Regions from separate parts of the Mus musculus genome. Here all the other regions are linked to region 3. Evidence: chromatin contacts called from public HiChIP or PLAC-seq and Micro-C data. All regions are on one chromosome and are shown on one strand. Each heading gives the region's core, a stretch centred on a gene start, on an enhancer-like site or on the middle of the called end of the contact. The rest is flanking DNA. Distances are from core to core; before and after follow the strand shown.

Region 1 (2,703 bases), core at 82-2,581, 360 kb before region 3:
ATGATTCTCATCTTCCATCTTCAGCTGGGTTCCAGGAACTGACCTCAGGTTCTAAGGCTATGAGGCAAGAGCCTTTACCCACCAGGCCCTCTTCATTCGTGAGGATCAGAGGAGTGTTTAAGAGGAAAACATGTATATCGCTTTAAAGACATGGAGGAAGTCAAAGTCAGTCAATAAGTGGAGAATGTTGTTGTTTTAAAATTTATATCTAGCTGGGATGGCGAGATAGAAAAGTTGTGAGCTTTGTGGTCAGACATAACCCAAGTTCAATCCCAGTTCTGTAGTGCAGGTGCTTAATTGAAGTTGGACCAGTGATTAAACTCAACCTCACTTTATACACCAAATTCACTGCTTTTTTTTCTAACTTAGAGTAGGCAATCAAAATTATTTTTTGAGGGGCAGAGAGAAGGGTCAGTGGGTAAACACATGGCTGTGCGAGCATGGAGAACTAAATTCAAATTCCCAGCACTTATGGAGAAAGTCCAGTGGAACCAAGAGTGCCTGGAAGTCCAGCACCAGGGTAGGGAGTCAGGGGATAGCTGGGCTCAAGAGTCAGCCAGTGGAGCCGAATAAGTGGGGCTCAGAGTTCAGTGAGAGAGACCTTGTCTAAAGGAAATAAGCGGAGAGGAAGAGAGGAGGACACCTCAGGTTCTCCTCTGGCCTCTATACATGCCCATGCACAGACATGCACAACCACACACACAGGGCTTCATGAGGAACACACATATGCCACATATACGTGTGCACGTGCGCACGCACACACACACACACACACACACACACACACACACACACACACACACACACAGAGAGAGAGAGAGAGAGAGAGAGAGAGAGGCAATGGTTTTATAAATAGGTATTATTTGAATGGGTTTACAATACCTAGCAATAAACAAAATACAGATATAAGTAATGATTCCATTTCTGCTTTTCCAGTGCATCTTGAGTAGCTAATAAGTGATTTCTAAATGAGCTTAGGAAGATGCCCACTTTAGGCAGGATGACTGAACTCTCAAAACTATCATGACCTTGATGTGATAAGAGACACAGCTGGCTTCTCTTTCCATAATCTTGCTTACAAAACTCATCCCTAGTTAGTACCGAGAAGAAGGAGGGGGAAGCTTATCTGGATGGTGGAAAAACTACTGGTTTCTACTCTTTTGAGTGATTTTCTCTCTCCCTCAAGACCCTTCAGTCCTTATGGCTGCTGCTGCCCTCCCCTCTCTCAGATGATGAAATGAACGACTGCATTCTCAGTGAACCCGGGGTTCCCACCGGAGCCCGGGAAGAAACCTGTCATCAAGCCCTGTGGTTTAGTGGGCTGGTTTGTCTTTGCACTGTTGGTCATCAGGGTGCGACTTGTTCCTTCTCCTGTTTAGTGAGTCATTCGGATGCCACTGCAGAAATCCGTGACCATGTTATTATTGTTTTATTCATTATGTCCCAGGAAGAACCACCGAGGCCATTTTGAACAAGACCACTGCAGATCTTTTAGGTTTCTCAGAGCCTCTGTCTACCCTCACTTATGCAGAGTGAATTTCTGCATTCCTAAGTGTAGGCTAACATTAACACATAAAGCACAGCTACCCTTTCCATTTAGTGTGGCTTAGCTGGGAGGAGCCTGACTTTGAATTCATTTTTCAATTCTTTGTGTTTTGTGCCTTTCGTCTCTACTGAGGGGATCATGCCGCAGTATTTAAGAGTGGATGTGCTGGACAAAATGGATTATGGGAGAAAGGTGTCTTCCTTTCCTCTTGGCGACAGCCATCAGGTGAGCCAAGATGAGTGCATACAAATACATCCAGGAGCTATGGAGGAAGAAGCAGTCCGACTTGATGCGCTTTCTTCTGAGGGTCCGCTGTTGGCAATACCGCCAGCTCCCTGCGCTGCACAGGGCTCCCCGCCCCACCTGGCCTGATAAAGCTCGAAGACTGGGGTAAGGCTAAGCAAGGCTATGTCATTTACAGGATTCATGTCGGCCGTGGTGGTCGTAAACGCCCAGATCCTAAGGGTGCAACTTACGGCAAGCCTGTCCACCATGGTGTTAACCAGCTGAAATTTGCCTGAAGCCTTAAGTCTGTTGCTGAGGAGAGAGCTGGGTGCCATTGTGGGGCTTTGAGAGTCCTGAATTCCTACTGGGTTGGTGAAGATTCCACATATAAAGTTTTTGAGGTTATCCTCATTGATCCGTTCCATAAAGCTATCAGAAGAAATCCTGACACCCAGTGGATCACCAAACCAGTCCACAAGCACAGAGAGAGGCATGGGCCCACATCTGTTAGCCGAAAGAGCCGTGGCCTTGGAAAGGGCCACAAGTTCCACCACACTATTGGTGGTTCCCGTCGTGCAGCCTGGAGAAGGCGCAATACTCTCCAGCTCCACCATTACCACTAATACACGTGATATTTGTAAAATTCATATCCAATAAACAATTTAGGATAGTCATTTCTGCTTAAAGGTGTTATTTGTTAAAACTAGTCTACAGATTGTCATGAGTGTTTTGTGAAACTGTAGAAGTTAAAGTGCAATAAATGAAATCGGCAGGTGATGGCATATCTTTTTTCTGATGTACTTTGCATTATCTGCTTATGAGATTAAGTGTATATAGTGTTTGTGCCAAGTGGTGTCCTGTGTGTAAGAGCCTGTAAAAGGTAAAAAGTCCTGAAACTGACCCTGGATGTGTTGGTGCACGAGATAGAATTG
Region 2 (3,069 bases), core at 210-2,709, 260 kb after region 3:
GTTGCAGAACCTTTGGGACCCAGGACCTAGCCAGATGATGTAGGCCTTGAGGGTTCCATGCCCAGGTCCTGCTAGAACTCTGTCTCCTGGTGAGTGACGTGTGAGAGAGAGCTTCTGCGCATTCCCAATCCTGTGACTGACTCACTCCAGCCACCGTACCTTACTTGCCGTGATTGATTGAAACCCTGTTAACTCTGAGCCAAAAGGAGCTCTTCCTCCCATAAATTGCTTCTGCCAGGTAGTGAACCTGGATATTTAAAGAACTCTGAGCAAGCACATCGCAGAGATACCTGCGCATTGATGTTTTCTGCAACACTACCCATAATAGGGAGGCATCCATCAATGAAGGAACAGATGACAAAGATGTTGTGTATATACACAATGGAGTTTGTTTTAACCATGGCACAGAACAAAGTTATAACATTTGCAGGAGAGTCAATACAACTGCTGATAATCACAGAGCAAATTAATCCTGCCTCAGAAAGACAAACATCATGTTTTCTCTATTTTGTGTTTCCTAGATTTTATATTATAGGAATTATGCATGTATCTGTGGCATGGAAGTAGAGGGAAGCTGACAAAGGGAATAAAGGAACCTAACAGGACAAGAGGGAAGAAGAAAAGGAAGAGGATATGGTGGGAGACTATACTCAATTTGTATGAAATTTGTATTCGTATGAAAGTGCCCTTATATAACACAGCCCCAAGTACAATCGATGAAAAATGCTTAACTAAAATAAATAATCACATGGGCATCAAGATAAACCTGCAATTATAACTTGGAACCTATGGCAGAAGAAAAGTAATAGGAACATTTCAATTGCAGTGGTGCAGAAGTCTCTAGAAAGGGATCCCTAAGACATGAAATCTGAGCTGAGACCCAACAGATGAGGATGTGTTAGCTAGACACAACTGGGAAATCAAGGCATCGAAGGAAACAGTCTGTAAGAGCAATTGGGCTCTCCCAGACATCAGTGGCAATGTAAGGTAAATAGAAGAGTGGAGCGATGAGTGACAGACAGCACCAGAAACCAAGCTGGGTAGAGCTGGATCTGAGCAGGCAGTGCCTGTGGTCCACATCAGAGACTTAGACTAAAAATACAGAGTGTGTTTGGGAAGTGACAGGAGACGTTCCTGTAGCTAACTATTCTGCCTCCCCGTTGGTGGACAGAGGTACCACTCCAGATGTCTGTCAGTCGGAGCAGCAGATCTGGAAGGTGTCAACACCCTGTGGGAGGGGAGGGCTAGGGTGGAGGTCTCCAAAGACCTTCCTTTGGATCTGTCCAGAAAACATTGGAAATGGAAATCTAAAGGTGGCCAGAGAGAGCTGGCCTGGAGACTGGCAGTTGTCAGTGTAGGAGACACAGCTGAAACCAATTCCCCAGGGAGGACAGGAAAATGAGAAGAGAACCCACAGATGGAAAGTCCTGCAGGAGCTGAGAGAAAGTCCAGATGACTCAGACCAGCATGTGATTGCCACATCTCCAGCTTAGGTAACACCCATCGATGCTGTGGATGGACAGGAGTCCAAGAGAACACTTTACAGCAGGGGAATATAAACATTCCTGGGCCCTCTCCGTGTCCTAAGGTTAATATTGTTCATAAACTTGACTTGTCACAGACTGAAACTTCAGTAATAAATAAAGATACTAACTTGATCTCTAAGGGAAAAATCTGAGCTGGTCAAAATAACCTTTTCCCCTGGTAAACAAGATGAAGCCCTAGGATTGTGCAACAGAGAGAGTGGCCAGCCAGTGTTGAATGATGTCATACGCTATAGTCATGACAAATATGCCACATTTTATGCAGGAGTGTGATATGTGAAATAGGAATTGGGAATTAGGCCCAATGACTTCTCCCAGTGTCACCATAGATGGCCTCCACCTAAGCAAAGCCATCTGTCTCTATAACTGGGCTTTTTCATCTACAAAATTAGAAACAGTTCCCTCTAATTAATTTTCTAGCACTTATTCTTATTGAAAATAATTTTATACAAGTGACATGTACTATATATACATATATATAGTATATAATATGTACTGATCCCAATTTCTCCTCCTCTAACTCCTTCTAGATCCTCCCCCTTCCCTCCCACCCAACTCTATGACCTTTCTTTCTCTCTTCAGAAAACAAACAGGCCAACAAACAAACCAGAATAAAAATAAAACTAAAAGAGAAAAAAGGAAAAACATCAGAAACAGAGAGAGAAAAACCATAAAAACACAGAATCAGAAAGCATGATATGCACACAAAAGACCAGTAAGGCCAAAAAGAAAAAGAAAAAGAAATTCCCAAACAAATGCTATTGAGCCCATTTCCTGTTGCCATCTTCTGCTAGTCAAGAGGTCTGCCCTTCAGTGTGGTTTGCGTATCCAGTAAGTCTCCACTGGAGAAAACTAATTTGTGCTTTGTGAGTGGTTATCACCTGGAGATTAGCATCTGAGTTAGGGATGTGGGTTTGTGTCCACTTCCCTCCTAGCACGGGGACTCGTGCAGACCCTGTGCATGCTGGCATAGTCTCTGTGAGTTCTTAGGTGTGTCATCCTTGTTGTGTCTGGAAGACACTGTTCCTTGCTGTCTTCTATCCCCTCCAGCTCTTCTTTCCTACTCCTCACACAGCCCCTGAGCCCTGCCCCTTGGCTTTCCTGTCTTCTATTCAAAGACAACCGGTAAGAACAAAGACAAACAATTCTCAATACGCTTCCACAATGTGCCAGACCTATACACATATTACATGGGAAAACTCTGCTAATTAAGGTTGAATTCTACCATTGACCAGATAGCCTTCTGAGACTTGGCATAATATGGAGGGCCCCCTTCATTGGCAGGACTTCCCTTCTCTGACCTCATCTAGGGAACTCAAACCCCTTACCACACACCTCTACCGGCAGGATGTCATGTAGCTTTAGTTAGATCATGGATTCAGCTTCCTTTCTCCTCGTAAGAACCCATTCAGCTAGCACCTGAGATTCCTGAAATGCTTCCCCATGCTAATGAGGCACTCTGGTACCCTAACCCTTTAGCCAACAACTTTCGCCCATCCTGGATGTTTCCACCCTCGATCCTCCA
Region 3 (2,869 bases), core at 272-2,771:
AACGTGTGTGAAGAACAACGATGACTTCAGATCAGTGAAGGCAAGCGCTGAGCACAGGCATAGCAGTCCGAGCGCTGTGCACATAGCAATACACAGAAAGCAGCAGAGAAAACACAGAGCAGTGAGCTCCTCTGTGGGTTCCCAGGAAGAAGAACGATGGTGACAGGGGGTTCTCATAAGTTATTACTCCTCACACTGCTTCGCCTTCCCGTTTGCCACACCCTCACTAACACACCAAGTCCTTCCAAGTAACACTAGGTCAACCCTAAAGACTCATGCTTTCTGCCATTGGCTTTCATGTTTTGTATACTTGACAGTGGAAATATAGAATTCTTTTTAAATTAAAAATGATGGAGAAGAGATAAGGAAAAATCCTTGGTACGAAAATTTAGGGAACCTTTGAACAAAGCCATTTACTGGCACTGTCTCTCCTCCAAAGTGCTCAGTTGTGGAGTTTATCTAAGTCACGCGATATAGTCCTCAGTGAAGAAGAAAACAGCCAGTGATTATCTTTCACACAGTTTTCATTAATTAAAGATTCAAATATAAAAATAGATATATATGTGCTCGTCAATATGCTTGGATGCTGACTTGTACAGGAATAAAGGAAGGACTGTTTCGTGATGCTTACAGTTGAATACAGACCTGAATGTCCCAGTAAGGTGGACATTTATGAAGGAGGCTTCTCCTGTCATAAAAATCCTGTGATGGAAGCCAGAAGATCCACTAGAACTAAAGTAACAAAGGATTGTGAGCTGCCATGTGGGTGCTGGTAACCCTGGTCCTCTAGAGGAGCACCAGTAATATTGAAGCATCCCTCCACCACCTTTTACATTTTTAATTATGTGTATGGCATAGAGTGGGGGTGGGCACATGACTGCACATAAATGCAGGTTCCTACAGAGTCTAGAAGAGGGTGTCAGATCCCCTGCAGCTAGAGTTACAGATGGTTGCGAGCCACCTAATAAAGTGGCAGGAACTGAACGCAAGTCCACAGCGGGAGTAGTATGAGCTCTTAACTGCTGAGCCATCTCTCTAGGCTAGATGGCTCCTGGTTTCAGGAAAGGGTTTTAAGGGCAACCATGTTAACCACAAACCACAATTACACAGTCCAACATTCTTCCATCAGTGTCTTGGCAAGAAATAGAAGATTCTATGTGTTGACTGAAGGAAACTGAATGAAGAGGTTATTTAGATAGAGTCTATCCTAAAGGGTGAAAGAGCATTGAAATCTCAGACGGAGGAGACAGAAGGGTAACCCAGAAAAACAGGAAATAGTTCACTGGTCCAATAGTGTGGCTCCCAGGTCAGGATTAGGAAGCAGAAAATCCATCCAAATGATAAGTCCATCCCCAGTAAAAGACTAGCGGTGCCCAGCAGAGAGGAGGTGCATTTGGCGTGCCCCATGTCTCAGAGGTCTGTGGCTGAGAGGAGGAACTCAGTGGTTAAGTCAGAGCTACCCAGAGAACAAGGAACAATCACAAATCAGAGAACCCAGTGTCACATTGCCACAGCCAGCTGCTGGGAGTTAGCTTCATGACACAGCTGTGGGTCAGAGCGGGGCTAGTCACAAACATACTTAGGAGCTCAGGCTATAAGGGAGCTTTTATGGAGGGTTTCTTAGTTAGTGGCCTTGGAAAGAGAGACTGAGAGCCTCTAGCTAGAGGTCAGCCAGAAAGCCATGAGTCTTCCACCCATGGCTGAGAGAGACCTCCAAAGCTCTGGCCCACAGGCCATTCCCTAGTCCATCTTCTCCTGAAGGCTGTTCAGTACCAGAGAGGATCAGAAAGACCTGCCGATCATGGGTCTCAGTGTCCCTCCTGCCTCTCTCACATTTCAACACACGGAAGATACCTTCTGGTTTAGGCATCAACTTAGTCACCTCCAGAGTTACAAAACTGGGTGTCTGAGAAGTGAGAGCCTGCCTGGCTCACACACTACAAAGCTGTATGCAGTCAGAAGGAAACTGAATGATTCGTGAAGAAGGAATGCCCACAGAGAGACTACAGCACTGCTGAGCAACTGACCCTCCACCACTCGAGGCTCAGCTCCGGTTGAGTAGAATGAAACAAAACTACCTTCAGTTGATCACCCTCCGACATGGCAGCTTCAATATTAGAGGACTCAGAAGGAAACAGCTCTAATCATTTGCTCTTGCCTTTGGGAGATTCAGTCGTGGGATCCAGTCATTGGGGATTTTTCTTACATTTTCGTCTTATCTACCATTTCTCCCACTCTTCCTCAGACACGAAGGTGACGCCTGACTGAGATTGAGGGCATAAAGCCGTGAAATGCCTTCTCAATGGAAAGAGGAAGCACACAATCTTATTCCTTACCCAAAGGTTTATTCTCTGTAAACTTTTGTGTTTGCACCAGAAAAGTAAGACACTGGGGTTTGTTCCCAACAACCAAAGCATCCATGACTCGAGAGAATTTTGGGGAATGGGAATAAACAAACAATGGAGCTTTGGAATGAAGGCTAGGAACTGAATCTCTGGCACAATCATTGTGAAGCTCCAAATTCTTGTAGCATCCTCTGTGGGTTGGACACTGCTACCCTTATCCTGAGCATCTGAGTACATGGGTTACAGGACACTGTGTCTGTATCCCAGGAGCTGAGGATGTTGGGCTTGCTTGACATTTTTTAGTGAAAAGACTTATCTGAGCATTGTGCTAAGAATTTGGGGTGTCACGCTTTCTAATCAAAATAGTCTAACTACACATAATACAGAGATGGAAAGAAAACAAGACTAATATAGAAGAGTCCCCATTTGTCCCCAAATGGTGCCCCTGTAATTATAATTAAGGCCACTTTGGAAATGAAACGCTATGCTAACACTCTCCATATGATTCCAAACTGTGCCCTTAA

What was found. Hi-C and Micro-C count contacts between places; a contact is called where the count stands out from the background. HiChIP or PLAC-seq counts read pairs in DNA pulled down with a chosen protein or histone mark.
Region 1: a FOXA1 HiChIP or PLAC-seq map of pancreatic cancer cells shows a contact between it and region 3. The contact joins two enhancer-like sites. A contact is called at or near these places in 1 of 115 datasets of contacts at active chromatin or transcription factors (pancreatic cancer cells) and 1 of 9 other capture datasets (embryonic stem cells).
Region 2: a Micro-C map of muscle stem cells shows a contact between it and region 3, with 3 times the contacts expected there. The contact joins two enhancer-like sites. A contact is called at or near these places in 3 of 484 Hi-C or Micro-C datasets (muscle stem cells and uterus) and 4 of 115 datasets of contacts at active chromatin or transcription factors (the 230-238 cell line, heart atrium, pancreatic cancer cells and 1 more).

The regions. Positions count from the first base shown.
Region 1 is chr4:105,576,555-105,579,257 of GRCm38.p6, forward strand. It overlaps the pseudogene Gm12726. Among named protein-coding and RNA genes, the nearest start is that of Gm40217, 260 kb to the left of the region's middle. Within about 2 kb of position 1,332, at least 6 of the 459 cell types and tissues checked have an H3K27ac peak or open chromatin away from gene starts, as enhancers often do. A contact at or near this core is called in pancreatic cancer cells, where this site is marked.
Region 2 is chr4:106,194,247-106,197,315 of GRCm38.p6, forward strand. No RefSeq gene overlaps it. Among named protein-coding and RNA genes, the nearest start is that of Gm12724, 41 kb to the right of the region's middle. Within about 2 kb of position 1,460, at least 53 of the 459 cell types and tissues checked have an H3K27ac peak or open chromatin away from gene starts, as enhancers often do. A contact at or near this core is called in muscle stem cells, where this site is marked.
Region 3 is chr4:105,935,855-105,938,723 of GRCm38.p6, forward strand. No RefSeq gene overlaps it. Among named protein-coding and RNA genes, the nearest start is that of Gm29922, 92 kb to the left of the region's middle. Within about 2 kb of position 1,522, at least 50 of the 459 cell types and tissues checked have an H3K27ac peak or open chromatin away from gene starts, as enhancers often do. A contact at or near this core is called in muscle stem cells and pancreatic cancer cells, where this site is marked.